Regions from separate parts of the Anser cygnoides genome. Here region 1 is linked to region 2. A link is a contact called in public Hi-C data. All regions are on one chromosome and are shown on one strand. The core of a region is the stretch at or near the end of the contact, and the rest is flanking DNA. Distances in the headings are between cores, read along the strand shown. Region 1 holds the start of P2RX2 (purinergic receptor P2X 2). Region 2 holds the start of LOC106047465 (protein DGCR6).

Evidence for each region. Hi-C and Micro-C count contacts between places; a contact is called where the count stands out from the background.
Region 1: a Hi-C map of liver shows a contact between it and region 2, with 2.2 times the contacts expected there. The contact joins the promoter of P2RX2 here to the promoter of LOC106047465 in region 2. A contact is called at or near these places in 2 of 7 Hi-C or Micro-C datasets (both in liver).

Annotation. Positions count from the first base shown.
Region 1 is chr17:15,372,682-15,377,243 of Taihu_goose_T2T_genome, reverse strand. It overlaps P2RX2 (purinergic receptor P2X 2), which reads left to right and starts at 2,831. Exons shown (of 11, transcript XM_066979092.1): 1 at 2,831-3,851; 2 at 4,273-4,408. The coding sequence starts at 3,724.
Region 2 is chr17:15,207,490-15,212,165 of Taihu_goose_T2T_genome, reverse strand. It overlaps LOC106047465 (protein DGCR6), which reads right to left and starts at 1,257. Exons shown (of 5, transcript XM_066979307.1): 1 at 1,097-1,257; 2 at 859-1,019; 3 at 441-541. The coding sequence starts at 1,212.

The DNA of each region.
Region 1 (4,562 bases), core at 1,582-4,081, 160 kb before region 2:
TATCCTGGTGTCATGCACTCCAGGCAGAGCTAGCAGCAGAGCTGGGTGCCAGCGCTCAGGACCATCCCTGCATCCCCAGCATGGAGCTGGGCAGCCCAGGCCATGACAGCCTCTTGTCCTCTGTTGCTGTGGACAAGAAGCAGAGGGAGGGTGGGTGTGAGGGGGCAGGTCTCTGTGCGACGCCCTGTTCTAGGTGGGTGAGTGAGGCCTGGCTGACTTGAAACCTGTAGCGAAAGGGCAGGTGAACCAGGATGGGCTATCAGCAGAGGCAGTGTCTCCCGCCTCCAGGCAGGGTGTTCCCAGCAAGAGGCAGGCACGGGGAGCACCCTGGAGGTCCTGGGCAGCCTGTTCTCAGTAACCTTGCTTGCGACAGGGACGAGGTGATCTCCACCCCAGAAAGGCTCGGTGCTGAGCTTCTTGAGCAGCTCCCAGCCTTGGCCAGCCTTGGTCCCTGTTAAACTGCTGTGCCTGAGAAGAAATAGAGAAAGCCCCAAGGTGTGGGAAAAATGAAGAGGAAAGCTCCTCAACCCCCCCCCCCCCCCCCCCCCCCCCCAAGACCCCTGGGTTCCCTGTAAGAGGTTAGATAATGATGCTGGGAGGAAATTCGCTTCATCTTCTGCTTTTTCTTAATCCCTAGGCAAATCTCAGTGTCATCATGTACTTGGGAGCTGCCTGGTTTTACCACCCTAGTGAGTACCTTCCTTTAATTTATGGGAACTACTTAGCAGGAAGCAGACTTGCAAGCAGGAGCTGGTACCTTCCTGACATGTATCACCCCCACTTCCAGGTGAAGGTGGAGTAAGGGTTGAGTCAGCAGGACTTGGGTTGAACAACAGCGTGAGAAGCTGCGGCTCAGCAACAGGGGCCTGCTTGTCAGCACGGGTCAAAACTCAGCAGAAATTATTTGGGCTGACAAGCCTGAGAGCAGAAAAGACCGTGAGGCTGGGGCATTTCTGCATCTCTGGAAAACACATTCTCCTTACTTTCCATGTGAAGGATGAAGTACATGCTGATATTTTCATTCCTCTGGAAGGTGCAAAAATAGCTTGACAGAGAAAAAAATTCCCACATGCTTAGGGTTTGCTTAATGTTATGTATATTGTCTCTGACTTACACAACTGTTGCTGATGTGGATTTTTGGGTGCTTACAGCAGGAAGTGCTGTACCGCACTAGGTGAATCATTAATCTGCAGGGTAAGGCTGACAGGTCACAGCGCGCATGTATGCCTCACTCCCAGCTTGGGCAGAGTCCGGGCCATGCAGACAGCTCCATGCAGATCACAGCAGCACTCTGGCTCCTTTTGGCGACAGGGCTGTAGCACGGCCACCCTGGACCACAGCCGCCTGTGTCCCATCTGCTATGTTCTACAGCTCAGCAGTAGAGTAGAAGTGCAGAACAAGCCTAAAAGCTTGAGGTTTCCTCCTTGAACCCTGCATAGCTACTGATAAAGCCAGTTCCCACGGTTTTGGCTATGGGAGAAGGCAAATTCAGTCAGCCTTGAGATTTCTCCTTCCTGGCCTGCAAGAGGTTAGCCTGCTGTACCCGGGCCCAGGGTTTTTCCTGCCTCAGTCTGATGGAGGCGGCTGTTGCAGTTCCCATCTGTAGGTGCAGTCTAGAAATGGGGCTGTGTGCCTCAAAGGGGCAGACACACAGGCTCACCCTGATCCTCCTCGCCTGCTGATTGGGTCTGGAGATCAGTGGTGACACCCCCAGCCTGGTCTCACCCCTCTCTGGCACCCAGCCCCACAGGATGCTTGACCCACAGTGCCCATGCAGACAGGTAGAAGAGCGGTCAGGCAGTACGGACATCTAGGAACAGGATGCAACAAGAAGAGAGGACAGGCTGCATATGGCAATCCTCTGCCATCAGCCAACACCAGGCTGGTGGCTCAGCCCCACCATAGAGACACAACAAAAGACATTGCAGATATTTACCAGTGGCAGGATCAGGCTGGCTGAGTCCAAGGGTGTTAAAGGGTGTCAAAAGTAACATAAGGGCAGCAACACAGAGCAGTAAGTCTTGTAGTGAGCCCAGGGGCGAGGTGACTGTGTTGACACAAGGGATTGCGTGAAGGGGATTGGGCTTGGGAGCTTCCTTGTCCCCATCGGAAGGCGGTGTTCCATGGCTGTGTCTTCATCAGGGTGGTGACTCTGCAGCAGCACTGAGGTGTCATGAGAGTGAACCTGGCCTAGGAAAGCACTGTGTTAACTAGCAAATCCATCCAAACTGTTATTGAAGGAAGAAAGGATCCTGAAGAAAGAATAAATGCTTGTCAGATGATGATTTGTTTATATTTCAGATAGTCACAGCACCTCCAAGAGCCTTTCCAAGCAAGCAGTGTTGTGTACAAGGTAGAAGCCCCCAGATTACACAATAAATCAAAGTCCCTGAGCGTCTGCTGCAACACTGGCACAGGAAAGTGAGTCAGAGAGACCAGGGACACAGCTGGTGTCTTGGTCCTGCCACAGCAGCAGAATGTAGGGTAGACAGGGCCCTCCTTCCACTGATATTGGTGGAAGAGATGAAGACTTGATGGCCTTCAGAGAACAGGAAAATCCATTCTCAGCATGGGAGACCACCTCAAATCTCCCTGTCCAGAGCCAGCAGCTGTGTCCATAAGAAACAGGACGTGGGGTTGTTCAAGGAGGTAACGTTGTCATTGCCCTCCCCCAGTGCTTTGGAGCACGCACTGGTCTCATGCACAGCCTGGGAAGGTTTTTTTGTTTGTTTTTGTTTTGTTTTGTTTTTCCCCCCATCTGTCAAGCCTGCTGTTTGTGCCATTCTCAGACGGCCCTGAGACAGCTTTAGATCAAGGGAGGAAAGGGGTCTAGCAGTCCGGGTGTCCCTTGGTGGGTGTCGCAGCCCCCTCCCCTGGGGCCGGCAGATCTTGCTCACAAGCTCACAGTTTTTCCTCTGGGCCCCTTGCCAGGCTCCTCTGGGTCATTTTGGGTGAGCGACACCCTGCTGCTGTCGCAGGACCAAGACGCCAGCTGTGCCCCGATCTCTCTGTCTCTCCCCAAACTGCAAAACGGGCACCCGCGGGCCTGCTTCCAGCCCCTTCCTGGCTGCACCTGACGCTCTTCTGCTGCCCTTTCACCGGCAGGAACCATCCTGCTGTGAGCGAGCGGGGAGCGACAACCGGCGCACGGCGCAGGGGGGCCCTACTGCCGAGCCCCCCGCGCAGACTTGTCCGGGCCCGCAGGGGTCGCTGCCGAGCCGTGCCGAGCCGAGCCGGGCTGTGCGGTGCTGAGCCGTGCGGTGCCGAGCCGTGCGGTGCCGATCCGGGCCGTGCGGTGCCGAGCCGGGCCGTGCGGTGCTGAGCCGGGCCGTGCGGTGCCGAGCCGGGCCGTGCGGTGCCGAGCCGGGCCGTGCGGTGCCGAGCCGAGCCGATCCGGGCCGTGCGGTGCCGATCCGGGCCGTGCGGTGCCGAGCCGGGCCGTGCGGTGCTGAGCCGGGCCGTGCGGTGCCGAGCCGTGCGGTGCCGAGCCGAGCCGATCCGGGCCGTGCGGTGCCGAGCCGAGCCGTGCGGTGCCGATCCGGGCCGTGCGGTGCCGAGCCGGGCCGTGCGGTGCCGAGCCGTGCGGTGCCGATCCGGGCCGTGCGGTGCCGAGCCGGGCCGTGCGGTGCCGAGCCGGGCCGTGCGGTGCCGATCCGGGCCGTGCGGTGCCGAGCCGGGCCGTGCGGTGCCGAGCCGAGCCGAGCCGAGCCGATCGCAGCGGCCATGGGCGTGCGGGGCTGCCTGCGGGCGGTGAGCAGCTACTCCAGCCCGCAGGTGGTGGTGGTGCGGAACGGGCACCTTGGCACCGCGTACCGGGCGCTGCAGCTCCTGGTCCTGCTCTACTTCACCGGGTGAGTGCGGGCCGGGAGCGGGGCCGGGACCCTCTGCTTCCCGGTACCGACAGCGCTGATGCCCCTGCCCTTTCTCCTGCCCTTTCCCCTGCCCGCCCTTCCCTGCGCGCACATCCCAGCCCCCTCTGCCCTGCTCTTGGGGCCAAGCTCCTGGCTGGGATCCCCCCATCCCCGGGTTGTCCAAGGGGCGGCACAGGCGGGGGGGCTGTGGGAGAGCGGCAGCCTGTGTGCAGGGCAGAGCACGGTGGGTGCAGGCAGGCTGCTGCAGGCTCTGAACCCCTCATGCCCTGTGCTGCCCAGCAAGGCGTGTGGGTGCTGAGCATACCCACTGGCCCACAGTTCTCAGCGTGCTCTCTGGGTCCTGGAGCCAAGGAGGTGGGCACCACTGGAAGCTCCTTTTCCCATCCTTCCTTCCCTGCAGGTATGTGTTCATCATTCAGAAGGGCTACCAGGAGAGGGAAATGGGCCCAGAGAGCTCCGTCATCACCAAGGTCAAGGGTGTGACACAGTCACCAAGCAAGGTCTGGGATGTTGGGGAGTATGTGGCCCCCCCTGAGGTGAGGCTCTGACCCCCCAGCAACGTTCTGGCCCTCTTATCCCCATCCTGTTCCCTTTGTCGCTCTGGGGTGGCTGCAAGGAGCGGTGCCTGGGCAGCAGCCCCACCCCTCGGCGCAGGTGCTCCCCTGGATGGCGCTGCCCTGTGCAGAGCTC
Region 2 (4,676 bases), core at 8-2,507:
AACAGACTCATTAGCATATTGTGGGGAAGGCCTTGCTCTTTTAGAGCAGGTTCCTCAACTTCCATGATTGCCAGATCAGGTCTGGGCTCTAACTACACTAGATGGCAATGGCCTGGGGCAATCACCTCTCTGTCAGAAGGGACTGAGGGGTCAAAGGGCAGAGCCAGAAAGAGGGCCATCCAGCTGGAATGGAGAGCCCAGGGTACTGCACGCATGGCCAGACAAGCTGGCTGGCAGCTTCCAAGGCTTCACGAAGGACTAGATAAACCCTTTGGAGGTGCCAAGGGCTGTGACGCTCCTGCAACAGCACCAGCTCCTTGGGTGGGACAGCTGGGAACAGCCTTGCAGCAAAACAGCCGTTAAGCCCCAGGGAAGGAGACAACCTTTGTGCCTACGTGAAGGGTACCGAGGGAAACTGTGCCCACTCGCTCACCCCTTACCTCCATCTCCCGCTGCTGGGCGGCACGGAGGATCGGCAGGTTGTGCGGCCTGCAGCACTGCTGGGCCTCCTTGTGCCGGTGGAAGAGCTCCTGCTTCAGCCCTGCTTCGGGGACAGGGTCAGGGCCCCGCGGCCACCGCGCCCCCTCCTTCCCTCCCTCCTGCCCTGTCCCCGCAGCGTCCCCACAGTGTGCCGGCGCCCCACCCTGAAGCCCCGGGCCTGGCTACCCAGCCTCCCCGTGCAGCCCCCTGGTGCCCCAGGCCCCTCTCCTCGGTGACCCCCCCAGTGCCTTCACCACCTACCCCCGAGTGCCACGGGGCTGTCCCCCGCGGTGTCCCCACCGCCCTCCCGCCGCCCAGTGTCCCCATCACCCCCCGCAGCGCCCCCCCCTTCCCCCGCCGGCCCGGCGCCCCGCTGACCGCGGTGCTCGCTGTGCAGCTTGAGGCGCTGGCTGTAGAGGTTCTTCTCGGTGAGGTGCTGGATCTCCAGCAGCCCCTGCACGATCTCGAACACGGTCCCATCCAGCAGGGCCAGCGCCAGGTCGCTCAGCGTCGTGTAGGAGAGCCGCTGCTGGCAGGAGCTGTCGGGGTGCGGGTCGGTGCCGGAGCCGGTGCCGGAGCCGGTGCCGGTGCCGCCCCGTCCCGCCGCCCCGCGCACCTGGGCAGCGCCTTCACGAGCGCCTGCAGCTCCGAGAGCAGCCGGTAGTGCCGCTCCTGCTGCCGGGACAGCTCCGCCGCCGCCGCCTCATAGCCGCCGCCGCCGAACCGCTCCATGGCCCCGCTCGGCCCCGCTCCGCCCCGGCCCCAGCCCCGGCCCCCGGCGCAGGCGCAAGCGGCGACGCGGGCGGGGCCTGGCGGGGCCCTCCCGGGCCGCGGGGGCCGGCGGAGGCCGGGGGTGGGCCCCGCGCTGCCGGCGGCGGGCGGCCCCCAGCCCCGCACCGCAGCGACACGGACGCGCGCGGTGCCCGGGGTCCGGCTGCGCCCGCGGCTGGGGCGGGGCGGGGCGGGGCGGTGGGGCAGGGGTGCAGCCGAGTGGCGGAGCTGCTTCAGTGAACTACAGAATCACAGAGCATCCCGAGTGGGAAGGGGCCCGTAAGGATCGTCGGGTCCAACTCCTGGCACCACACAGGTCTACCCCAAAATTCAGACCGTGTGACTAAGTGCACAGTCCGAACGCTTCTTAAACTCTGGCAGGCTTGGTGCAGTGACTCCTTCTGTGGGGAGCCTGTTCCAGTGGGCGACCACCCTCTCAGTGAAGAACCCCCTCCTGATGTGTAGCCTAAACCTCCCCTGCTGCAGCTTGACACCATTCCCGTGGGTCCTATCGCTGGTCACTACAGAGAATAGATCGGTGCCTGCCCCTCCGCTCCCCCTTCCTGAGGAAGCTGTAGACTGCGATGAGGTCTCCCCTCAGCCTCCTCTTCTCCAGGCTGAACAGGCCAAGTGACCTCAGCCGCTCCTCATACGTCTTCCCCTCTAGGCCCTTCACCATCTTTGTAGCCTCTGGACACTCTCCAACAGTTTCACGTCCCTTTTGTACTGTGGTGCCCAGAACTGCACACAGTGCTCGAGGTGAGGCTGCACAGCATACCAGAGCGGGACAATCACTTCCCTCGACCGACTAGCAATGCCGTGCTTGATGCACCCCAGGATACGGTTGGCCCTCCTGGCTGCCAGGGCACACTGCTGGCTCACATTCAGCTTGCTGTCATTAAGAAAATAGCTGTGGACTTACAGACAAGTACTTCCTTCTCGTTGGTTACCACAGAGTTTTCAAACCCCAGAAACAGTCAAGTTTTTCTGAGACCTGCTTGTTGATACACCCTTGCTGTGGGAATGAGCCCTTACCTGCTCGGTTATTTTGGGGACAGCTATGGTGCTGTTCTGGGAGTGTTTCAAAATGTAAAGAGCTAACAGGGTCAACAAAACAAAACAAAACAGAACAACAACAACAACAACAACAAAAAAAAAAAAACAAAAAAAAACCCAAAGCATTAGAATCTGGAGGTGTATTTTAAAGTGGTTCAGGATACCAACAGTCATTCTCAAAAATGAGAACACATTTTCTGTGAGCTCCTGGTTTGTCTCATATGCTGCACAGTACCGGAGAGCGCATTCAAAGTATCCCAGTGCTCCATCCTGTAGGCTGTTAGAAATGTTTTCAGTCACTTCATCTGTCAAAAAATCTTCAGAACTGCTGTTAGGTATGTGAGTTTGGCAGCAATAACTGTGTGGCCATTCTGAGGCCTGTTGGTACACTGCTGTGACCAAAAGGTGCCAAGCATCTGCCAGTGCCCAGAAATCGCGGCTGCTCTTCGGGGGGCAGAACCCTTCCTCCCCTCTGAACGAGAGCCGCTGTCACTTCGGTGTTCCCCCAGCACAACAAAGGTGCTGGTGTGCTCTGGCCACCTCCTTCTCTAAAAAACGCAGGATGTATTTTTGTTAAGGAAATTGTTATAATTGTTATAATGCTGGAGCAAGAAATGGTGATGAAGCTGTTTGAGAACTGATTGGGGGAGCGTTGAGGAGGGAGAGATCAGACTGCTATGGCTGTGCCGTGAGGATATGGGAAATGTCTTCAGATCCTCGCTCTTTTAATTTCTTAAAACACATGGAATTTATTAAGTTCATTTCAACTTCAAATGCACTGTTGGAGTGAAAATATTTTCTTCTTGTGAGCACTTTTGTGCAGGTAATGAGATCAATATTTAATAGGTTTCTTGCAAGGCTGAGTTTCAAATTAATTTCAGTGGTACACATGAAGAGATTCCTGACTTGAGTTAGCAAAATGAAGGATACACTGAAATGCATTAAAAAGCTTAAGAAGTATAATATTTAATATTGCTTCAAAGCTTACAAGAACTGCATTGCATATTCGAGGGGAGTAGAAATGTCCACTTTAGAGAAGAATACCTAGCCTCTCCAGAGAAATAGGGCATCCCTAGAATGTCCCTGAATATAAATTGTCCTTTTTTTTTTTTGGTTGGTTGCCTCATATTTCTACCCAAGGATGGTGATCCCTAAATCCCAGGTCCTGGAGAGGCTTTTGGTGGGCTGATTACAGATCCCTCTGCCTCTGGGCTGCTTAGACCAATGCCTTGTACAGTTAACTCTGCTGTGTCCGTCTGTCCTGCTCTTCCCTGGCTTGGCTGCAGTGGAGCAGCAGTGTCTCTGGGAAAAGGCTGCAGTGTATTTTTAACAAGCAAATCAACCTACATTTTCCTAACCCCGTTCTCAGAAGCTGCCAAACCGTTTTTGCTGAGCTGCAGCTGCCAGAGGCAGAGCCGTGGCGCAGAGCCCGGCTGGTTACAGCCTGCTGAGGTTCCAGGGAATGGAAAACACGGGCTTTTAATTAAAAGGTATTAGCCGTGGTGCTTGGCTCCGGCTGGGGCAGCATGGAATACCAGCATAAAAGCACTGTTAGTCTATTAGCGCAGCCCCCAAAACCTTACCATTCTCTGCCACAAGTATTTAATGACAGCTTTTGCTTGATGTGTGAGTTTGGGCACTTTGAGCGAGCTGTACTGGGGGCTGGGGCCCTGCTGTGATTCGCTCCCATCCCCGTGCTGGGTCCTTGTAGCCTCCTGCTCCCTGTGTGCTGCGGCTGTGCTGCTGGCATCGCTCGCTGCTGCACTCCTCTTGCAACAGCTCTGCTCGAGCGGCCGCCTGGGCACCATGCCCCGAGCTGCATGACATCGGTCGTTGTAGTGACCACTGTCAGGAGCAAGCTGCTGAGTCCCCCGGTGCTGACTGCAGCTGGGGCGCTGGGTGAAACTGCTGCCACGTGCTGGGGACATCCCTGATGTGCACCAGCACGCCGGGGCAGAGGGCAGGATCCTGGCAGAAGGTCTGCTCTGACTCCTGTGGGCAGCTGAGCACAGCCTGGAGCCTCACATCAGCACAGCTCTGGGGATGGCTGTGGCCGTGATGTGGCCTGTGCTCTGGTGTCCCCATGCCATCAAGGTTGTCACAAACAGCCATGCAGAGCAGGGCTCCTGCTGTGCACCAGCTGGCCGGGACTTGAACCGTCTTGAACTGTTGAATCAGCTTCCTCATGGGACGAGATGCAGCTGGAATTGAGCAACTTTGGATGTCTTGATCTTTGCCCTTCCCCCACCTGCATCCCAACCAGGCAGCATTTTGCTGTGCCAGGGTCCTGTTTTGCTGTAGCTGTGGCAGGGCATCCGTCCCCTGGCCATGCAGCCGGCAAACCCTTCAGCAGCCTCGGCTGCCCAGCG